Regions from separate parts of the Mus musculus genome. Here regions 2 and 3 are each linked to region 1. The links are chromatin contacts, called in public HiChIP or PLAC-seq maps. All regions are on one chromosome and are shown on one strand. The core of a region is the stretch at or near the end of the contact, and the rest is flanking DNA. Distances in the headings are between cores, read along the strand shown. Region 1 overlaps Rhpn2 (rhophilin, Rho GTPase binding protein 2). Region 2 overlaps Chst8 (carbohydrate sulfotransferase 8). Region 3 overlaps Chst8 (carbohydrate sulfotransferase 8).

Region 1 (3,115 bases), core at 313-2,812:
GGTGTTCCCGGACAGGCAAACAAGTGACGGCCAGGAACAGACGTTTGTCTGAGAAGAGGTTAAGCAGACTGCTGTGCGTGGTCTTGAACGCTGTCAGGAGTCTGCACTCCAGAGCTTGCTGTGCCCCCATGACTGATTAAAAGGTTTATTTCTCACTCCTGCTGCCCTGCTTTTGAGCCAGGCCAACAGGGCATGGTTTTAAAAGTTGCTCAGCACACAGTCTGGCTGGATTTGAATTCTGGCCTTAACCAATCTTGGACCTTGGGTGAGTTCAAGAATAGCTCTGAAGCTCAAGATAGTGGGGAGATAGGAACTGTATCCTAGGGTCTTAGTGGGCCATGATGAGTTGGTGTAGGGAAAGCCCATACAACAGGACACAGAGCCATTTGTTTATGTAATAGGTGTGATAATGACACCGATGATTTTTCTAATATTTATTTATGTACTTTTTACATATAGGAGTGCTCAGTCTGCACGCACACCTACATGCCAGATGGTACAGATGGTGTCAGATCCTTTATAGATGGTTGGGAGCCACCATGTGGTTGCTGGGAATTGAACTCAGGACCTCCGGAAGAGGAGCCATTCTTAACACTGAGCCATCTCACTAGCTCTATACCCAGGATTGTTATGATCATTCTTTGTAGCCAATGAAGACTTCAGATAATGACACTTGGCCACTGTTTGCTTTTAAAAGGTTTCTGATTATTAATTCTAACTACAGGTAGGTGTGTGTCTGACTGTGGGTATGTATGCATGCGTGAGCGAGTGCAGGTGCTAGGTGCCAGAAGTGGCAGGTCTGTTGCAGCTGGAGTTACAGCTGGTTGTGTGCCTTCTGACGCGGGTGCTGGGAACTGAGCTCGGGTCCTCTGGGAGAGCAGCAGGTGCTCTTAGCCACTGAGCCTTCTCTCCAGCTCCTGAACGACTCTCCTGCAAAATGAACCTAAATGGCGAGTGCTGGACGTGTGGCTCAGAATATAACGCTTGCTTAGCATGTCCTCCGTTCCTTCCCAGTGATGGAAAAACATCAAAGCGGTGAGAACAAGCGAAGGGCTGTTTCCACCCGGATCATTTACCTGCTACTCTTTGTTTTGAATGGTGGGAATCCTACTCCTCCCTAGAGCACATTTGGAGACTACTAACACCGTGGAAAGAATCCATGCTTTGGCATGTAGAGCTGGAATCAGGCCCCGACTGTCAACAAGCTGCGCGGCATCAGCTGGTTAATACCCTTTCTGGGCCTCGGTGTCTTTGGCAGTAGGTTTTCAGTTAGACCACGGTTTCCAGAAAGTGCCCTGAAAGTCTCGGGCAGGGGGCAGGAAGGCTTGGGGACTAAGGCAGGGAGCCCGCCATGTACAAACAACAGAAGCAGCAGTAGAGGGAGGGAAGGGAAGACCCAGGAAGGGGGCAGACCCTGGAGTGGTCCTGGGAGGGGAGAGGGTCATTGAAACTTCTCAAAGAATGTGTGGGTGTGTGCGTGTGGACATGCATGGATAGCAGAGCGAGCCACGTCTGCTGAGAATGGCTGTGAGGCAGGAATGCAGGGTGTGGGCTGGTACCTGGAGGAGGGGGCGTGGAATCCAGGCAGCGTGGGGGCCTATTCTTTGAGGCCATGGCTATTGCTCATAGGGCAAGGCTCTCTGGTGGAATATGTGTTGAATAGTTGGAGGTGAGCAGAGAGGATTATAAGAACCATCCAGGACCAAAAGGACTGGTGGGACCAGGGGAAGACTGGCGTGCCAGGTCAAAGGTCATGCAGAGCCAGGGGGTCAGGGGAGCCTGTCAGTTTGGGAAATAGCCTCAAGCTGTAAACAAGCTGTTTGAAGGATGGTGGTAGGGGAGGCAGGGTGGCGTGCGTGCGGTGGAACTGGAGCTGACATCCTGCCAGAGGAGGGAGGAAAAAAACTGACAGTGTTTGTGAGGAAGCCATTATCATGGTAGAAGGCAGACTCAAAGCAGGTGGAGGGTCGGAGATGCTCAGAGTCCTGGGATCTGGCTCGAGAATTTGGTTTTATTGTTTTTCATGATCGCATGCCCCTGTTGGAGTCTCTGAAAGGGAGTCTTGACCCAAAATTACCAGATTCTAAGGTGTCCTAGCTAAGGTTACTATGGCTGAAATAAAACACCAGGACCAAAAAGCAACTTGGATAGGAAGGGATTCATTTGGTCCACACTTCCATATTACAGTTCATCATCAAAAGCTTTGAGGGCAAAGGAGATGCAACTCAAATGCCAGGACCAAAGAAACCTGGGGAGGGAAGGCTTGATTTGGTCCACAGCTCTGTTTATCATCAAAGGAAGTCAAGACAGGAGGAACTTAGACAGGGCAGGACCCTGAAGGCAAGAGCTGATGCAGAGGCCACGGAGGGGCGCTGCTTACTGGCTTGCTCCCCTTGGCCTTCTCAGCCTGCTTTCTTATAGACCTCAGGACCATCAGACCAGGGATTGCACCACCCACCCTGGGCTGGGCTCTTCCCCATCAATGCCCTGTAGGCTTGCCTACGCCCGATCTTACGAGGTTATTTTCTCAAACGGAGGTTCCCTCTTCTCTAAAGGCTCTAGCCTAGGCCAAGTTGACATACGAGGTTATTTTCTCAAACGGAGGTTCCCTCTTCTCTAAAGGCTCTAGCCTAGGTCAAGTTGACATAAAAGCAGCTAGCACACAAAGGGAATCACCTTCCTTTATGGTTCCCTGTCTTAAAAATCAAACAGCTCTTCGATCCCCCCTCCCTTGGCATCCGGAGTGAGATGTGTGGCACACGCTGCCCCTGCCTGCTTTTCAGAGTTCTGAGTTTGATTTGCTGGGCGTGTGTTCTGTGGTCAGGAGACAACGTGTAGGAGTCAGTTCTCTCCTTCCACACATGGATGCTTTACCTACTGAGCCACTTCTTCTGACCTGGCTTTTCAGGGCATAATTCTTTAAGCCATCCAAGGTTTAGATTTCTATCAACCTGGTGTGTGTGTGTGTGTGTGTGTGTGTGTGTGTGTGTGTATGAATGTACTGTAGTGTGCATGCAGAGGTCACAGGATGACTTTCTATCAGGTAGGTTCAGAGGCTGGGATTCAGGTCACCAGGCTTTGTAGCAAGCATCTTTACCCACTGGGCCATCTCGAT
Region 2 (2,971 bases), core at 160-2,659, 590 kb before region 1:
AGGGCCTTGAGGAGAGGGCTCTGGACTGAAGTGTGAGCCTACTCAAGACCTTACAATTGGTGGCTGGAAGGTGTGTCTGCCTACAAAGCCGGCCCCTGCATACAGGTGAGGGTATGACTCAAGGCCCAGGGCAACTCTCTCTACAGATCCCACTAGGAGCCCCAGTAGCAGAAATTCCCAGTAGCCCCTAGGAAACCTGGACCTAAAGATATAAACAGAACGCATGTTCCCAACCCTTGGATGGGCAGGGAACTCCATAGGTAACAGCAAGATCTTCTCCCTCCACCCCCACCCCCCCCACTCCCCATCTCCCAGGAGAAAGGCAGAGGTGGCTTCTCAGGCAAAGCCATGTAGGCAGGGCTCCGGAGGACCACAATGAAGATGCAGTCACACCCCCAGCATTTATTTGAAACAGAACATTAATTCTGACTGTCATTAGAGTCCATTTCAATTTTGTAATAACATAAAAAGTTAAGAGTCTAATTTATTCATACAAATCTTGTTAGCATCCAATTTCCACATAATGTAACATATCTCTTAAAAAGCTGACAAAGCAGGAGAAATTAAAAACAGTTAAAAAAAAAAAAAGATAGTCAAGGGTTCTCACTGTCTTGGAGGCAAAGGTGAGGAGGGGGACAGAGATCAGAGTGGTTTGGAGAAAGAGCTAGATGCTTGGAGACCAGAGACGGGCAGGCTAATTCCTGACTCTTACATACCCCTCCACGTGGCCTCCCACGATATGCCAGGGGCAAGTCTGCACCAATACGCGCCACAGACAGGCCCCCTCCCCCAGTACTCCCTTCAGCAAACACATCCTAGGAAGCCTGTAACTCCCCTTAATTAGACGGCTGCAGTGTTTGCATTCGATAGCGTCGCCCTGTAATCTTGCCCATACACAGGTTTTAACTGTACATTAATCTTTCTTACACGCCACCCCCATGCTAGATCCTGTACTGGCAGCAGTTTGGGGCGGGGGGGGGGGTGTCACTTCGTTTATTCTTCAACCAAAATAGCTGCAGATGAGTGTAACTGCACGCCACCCCTCCCCCACCTCGTCCTTCCAGGTTTACCTGCTGGCTGTGGGGCTTGGAGAGAGACTCCTGTCACCTGCAAGCCACCTTCCAGCAGTGTGTTTGGTGCTTTCACAGCTGACATCAATTTTAGCAGAAAAAGGTCAGCAGCAACAAGCAATCTTCCCATCACCAGCCATGTGCTTTTGGGGTGCCTCCTCCAAACTCCCACAGGATGGGTGGGTCTGGAAGAGCTTGCCTGGGGGGGGGGTGGAGAGCACCCCGGGTGAACCTAAGAAATCTAGCAGCACTGAGGTTCCAAGGTCACTTGGAGAGCCAGGAAGGAGAAGTATAAATTACAAAGCGCTGGATGGCTGCCAGGGCCCCAGGAAGCTACATTTAGCCTGCCATTCTCCCCGCAGCAAGACGAAGCCTTAACTCTCTTCCCGGGAATTTGAATGAAATTTGTTACAGGGACATTGTGATTGAAATATCACCAATTGGCTTTACATGACAACTCTGCAATTGATGGTGAAGGCAATGGGGAGGGGTGTGTGTGTGTGTGTGTGTGTGTGTGTGTGTCTAGAAAAGGCCGGTTGCTGTAGTGTTCTCAGGCTGGCCAACGTGGAGATAAGGGTGGCCCATACAATATTTATGAAATCCAGATGAAGTCCTATGCCTTCAGTAAGCTGATATCATAACACAGATTTCAAAAAGACTCCTTGACATTTGCCCAAGATCAGATTTCCCCTGCCAGAAGCCCAGGGGGCTTTCTGCTGATGGAGGTCTATAAGCTCCCCCACCCTCCTCCTGCAATCTGCTCCTTTTAAGCCCAGGCAATTAGCACTGGGGTGGGGCCAGACGATCCAGAAAGGGGAGAAAGCAGAGTAAGTGTGCAACCGGCTCAGTGGGAAGTATTGGGAGGGGTTTTCATTGGTAAAAGATAGGTTTGCTTTTGCTGGTCAGTTGTTTGTTTGTTTGTTTGTTTGTTTGTTTGTTTTTAAGATAAGGTCTCTCAACATATCCTTAACTTGCCTGGAACTTGCTATATAAACCCGGCTGGCCAAAAACTCACAAAGATCCACCTGCCTCTGTCTCTGGAGTCTGGGATCAAAGGAGAGGAGTTTTATTGTTAAACACTTTCTGGTGTTCAGAGCAAACCAGAGGAGGGCCTTAGTGGGTGTGGCTCAGACAGTCAGAGAGAGAGAGAGAGAGAGAGAGAGAGAGAGAGAGAGAATCCATCCCAGGGATGAAAGCAAAAATGTATAACCCTGAGGCCAAAGACTTCATTCCCGCGTAGCCTCTGAGCTCTCCTCTCTCTCTTCCTCACTCTTTCTCTCTCTCCCTCCCCCTCCCTCCCTCCTTCCTTCCTTCCTTCCTTCCTTCCTTCCTTCCTTCCCCCCTTCCTTCATCCCCCTCCTCTCCTAACCCCTCTCCCTCCCCGTCCTGTTTTTTCTCTTCCAGGCTGGCATCAGACTAGCAATCCTCCTGCCTCAGCATCTCAAATGCTAGGATTGCAGGCTTGTTCCAACATACCTGATAACCTCTGATTTCTTTCAGGGAACCTTTGGAGCCATGGAGCTGTCTAAGAGGGACACCTTTCAGCCCTCCCCGGGAGACTGTCCTGAGCTCCCACAACCCTGCCTGAGCGGCTGTGTGGCTAGGAGTGGTTGTGCCCAGGAGACCATTTCCAAAGCAATCCTTCAGAACACTGGAGGCCCCTCCCCCCAGAGTTTGTCATGTGTCTGGAAGTGGCTTCTGGAGACAAAGGCTCCCAGCACACACACACCAGGATCTGGATTGGTGAGACATGAAATACTGAGTGAAGTATGGGGCTGAAGTCCCCAGATTGTTTATGAGTCCGAAGCAGGGTCGATTTAGGTGGTTTTTGATAAACACTTCATACTCTACATCCTAAGAGAGGCAGAATACTTGTCAAGCACACATCTTTATGAGCTGTC
Region 3 (2,977 bases), core at 135-2,634, 670 kb before region 1:
TTACCCACTGTCCTTCTGTCTATTTGTCCACCATTCCTCTGTCCATTCAACAAACACCCGGCATATGATACGAAGGAAGCTTGGAGTAGAAAGACAGAAGAGACCTGGGTCCTGTCCCAAGAACCATCAGAGGCCAGGGCAACAAAAGTGTCATGAGCTGGCTCAGGGCGCCCTCTGCTGGCCTGAAGGCAAATACACCACTGGACATATCACTGTATGAACGTTAGAACAGGCCCAAACTCAGAAAGGGTGTCCAGAGACTGGCAGCCTTTCCACTGAGCCCTGCCATGTCCCACAATGCTTTTCTTTGTGAATATGTGGCTCAAGGATCAACTTGCATTGAACCTGGGGATGGCTACAGGTGCAGCAAGTGTCTCTGATCAGACCATGCCCATCCAGGGTGAGAGAGCCAGGGCACCAGTCCTCGATGGCTCCCAGATGGGCCAGTGACAGCAGCCACTCTGATCTGGGCCATGATGGACATGACCACTGTGGAGGAGATGCCTCTCAGATGCCAGCCCCAGTTCCTTGATTCTGCTCTCTACCACTGTAGGGAATGAGCTGAGGGGTAAGGCAGAGAGGCCTGGTGCCCCATCACTGCTTGCCTCTGTCTGATTTGTTCCTGCCTCTGTTTCTTTCTGGCTTTGCCATGAACACTTTGACTGGGTAATTTCTGCAAGTCAAAAGAAGCCAACAGAAAGTGTATGTGATTTGTCTATACATGTATTTTTTTGTACAGATATGGTGTGTTAGGTATGTATATATGTGTGTAGATGTATACACATATGGTATACATCATGGCATATACCTGAGTGTGTATGGGTGACACATGTATGATATGATGTGTGCTCTGTGCATAAATTGTATGTGCTGTGTATGGATGATATGTACATATGTGTGTATGTTGCAATAGGTAGTATATGTGTATTTGTGGGAATGAATGGTGTGTGGTGTCTATGTGTTCATTGTATGCAGGTGGTATGTACATGTATGTGGCGTGCATGTATATATGTGTTTATTGTGGATAGGTGCTATATGTATGGAGTATTTGTGCAGCTTCTAATGATATATATGTGTATGTATGTAGTGAATGGTGCATGTGTGTGGTGTATGTGGATTGTGTGTATATGGGTGGTATGTATGTATGTGCTGTATATGTATGTGTGTGGTATATGAATATATGGCATGAGTCTGTATACACAAGGATAGGTAGTGTGTGCATGATCAGGCCCAGATGGTCCTTTTAGTTCCTCCCCCAGGCATTAGGAACTTCCTGTGCCCCTCTGCCTCTTCTGATGGACAGGAGCTCTCTAGTACGGAGGGTCTGGCTGTGGAGTTTCAGGGCTTCACAGCAGGGGCTGCCAGGCCTTTCCTAGAGCCAGCTGCCACAGTGAAAACAGAATCACTCACAATAAGAATGGCTGTCAGGGGGAGCTGAGCCAGGAGTCTCCTTTGTGGCCTGAGACCTCCCATCTTAAACAGCAGCCAACGAGATGATGTGTGGCCATCAATGGTGGCACTGTCACAAGGCAGAACATCTCCTTTCTTTGACTGGAGCAGCACGCAGGAGTCTGATACACAGTGACTGTCACATGATGTCCTCCACGGAGTGTGAAACCCAGGCTTGCTGCAGTTTTTCCTTTGGTAGCCACAGCAAGTGGCTCCAGCCCCATCCTTGCCATATGAGGCTTGTTCACCCTTGCCCATTCTGCTGAACAAGGCTCCTCAGCTCCTGACTGCTTGACAAACCTGGGGCTGGGCACCTTGCGGTCCTCTACCTTCCTTCCTCCCCAGCCTCTGGAGGCAAGTACAAAGTGCAGCCCTAAGGCTAGTCCAGTGTCTCCAGGTGACCCCCTCCCCCAGTCCTGTCTCCTGGAATCCTGTCACATTCCTGGGATTGTCATCCAATACAGGGAACATTCTCTCCCTCTCTTTTCCTCTCCCTCCTCCCCCACCTCTCTCTCTCTCCCTCTCTCTCCCCAGTGTACACACACACACACACACACACACACACACACACACACACACACTTACACAATCTTTCATTTCTGGGGGGGACAGCTGGGGCAGGCTTTGAACTTGTTATGTAGCTTAGGCCAGCCTCTCCATCCTCCATGCCCAGCCTCTGGAGTACTGGAATGTCAAGCATGCGCCACCACGCCTGGCTGTAAGGCTCTTTCAAAAGCACTCCTATCTCACTCATTTCCCCAGAGAACAATAGCCAGGGAGCTCCAGCCACAGAAGCAGGAGCCTCAAGTGGGGGGCGGATCCTTGGACACAATGCACACTTTCCTTGAAAGGGCACTAAGGCCTCGGAAAGGAGAGACACAGGGAAGCCTGAGTGAGAACCAACATATGTGATCTTGCTTTAGCCACACAGCCAGTTCCTGTTGTCTCACGGGTGCCCTGTGCCTTACAGACAGGTGACTAATGGGCAAGATTCAACCCCAGCCTGGCCATCCGCTCTGGCCTGAGGACAGTTCTGTAGTATGTCAAGGGTTTCCCACCTGACCTTCTCCCAGCTGACAAAAGGAATCCGCCTTATATCAGGGGAAGTGTAAACGACTTTTAAAAACATTTATCAATGTCAGCCACAGTTTGGAAAACACATTTCATTTGGGAGGTGGCAGACACTGGCGTCTCACTGTAGAAAGCCACACCTATGATGTCATTGGTGGGACTGGTGAGGGGAGACTGGGTACATCTTGGAAACTTGAGGCTGGGGAGGGAAGGGAAGCAGTGGAACCTGGGTAATTAGACTCCCCTCCAACCCCCAGCTGAAGTCTAGACGAGCAGGTAGCCCGCAGAGCCAGAACTGAGGGCAGGGTGCACTTGGCATTCGGGAACCCCAGAGAGGTGTTCAGGCCCAGATCGGGAGGTGCTGTCTCTCCCCACTAAGTGTCCCAGGCCCCACGGGATCCAGCAGGGATTTAAGAGCTGGGGGTTGGCCTGGGTGTGTAGCTTTCTCGCCCTCCTC

What was found. HiChIP or PLAC-seq counts read pairs in DNA pulled down with a chosen protein or histone mark.
Region 2: an H3K27ac HiChIP or PLAC-seq map of embryonic stem cells shows a contact between it and region 1, with 4 times the contacts expected there. The contact joins two enhancer-like sites. A contact is called at or near these places in 2 of 115 datasets of contacts at active chromatin or transcription factors (both in embryonic stem cells) and 1 of 9 other capture datasets (liver).
Region 3: an H3K27ac HiChIP or PLAC-seq map of embryonic stem cells shows a contact between it and region 1, with 2.1 times the contacts expected there. The contact joins two enhancer-like sites. A contact is called at or near these places in 2 of 115 datasets of contacts at active chromatin or transcription factors (embryonic stem cells and trophoblast stem cells).

What each region holds. Positions count from the first base shown.
Region 1 is chr7:35,387,384-35,390,498 of GRCm38.p6, forward strand. All of the region lies in intron 14 of Rhpn2 (rhophilin, Rho GTPase binding protein 2), which reads left to right. Among named protein-coding and RNA genes, the nearest start is that of Faap24, 7.8 kb to the right of the region's middle. Within about 2 kb of position 1,563, at least 13 of the 459 cell types and tissues checked have an H3K27ac peak or open chromatin away from gene starts, as enhancers often do. A contact at or near this core is called in embryonic stem cells, where this site is marked.
Region 2 is chr7:34,797,447-34,800,417 of GRCm38.p6, forward strand. The region is part of intron 1 of Chst8 (carbohydrate sulfotransferase 8); the gene reads right to left. Among named protein-coding and RNA genes, the nearest start is that of Gm38987, 14 kb to the right of the region's middle. Within about 2 kb of position 1,410, at least 23 of the 459 cell types and tissues checked have an H3K27ac peak or open chromatin away from gene starts, as enhancers often do. A contact at or near this core is called in embryonic stem cells, where this site is marked.
Region 3 is chr7:34,719,622-34,722,598 of GRCm38.p6, forward strand. All of the region lies in intron 2 of Chst8 (carbohydrate sulfotransferase 8), which reads right to left. Among named protein-coding and RNA genes, the nearest start is that of Gm12781, 61 kb to the left of the region's middle. Within about 2 kb of position 1,385, at least 73 of the 459 cell types and tissues checked have an H3K27ac peak or open chromatin away from gene starts, as enhancers often do. A contact at or near this core is called in embryonic stem cells, where this site is marked.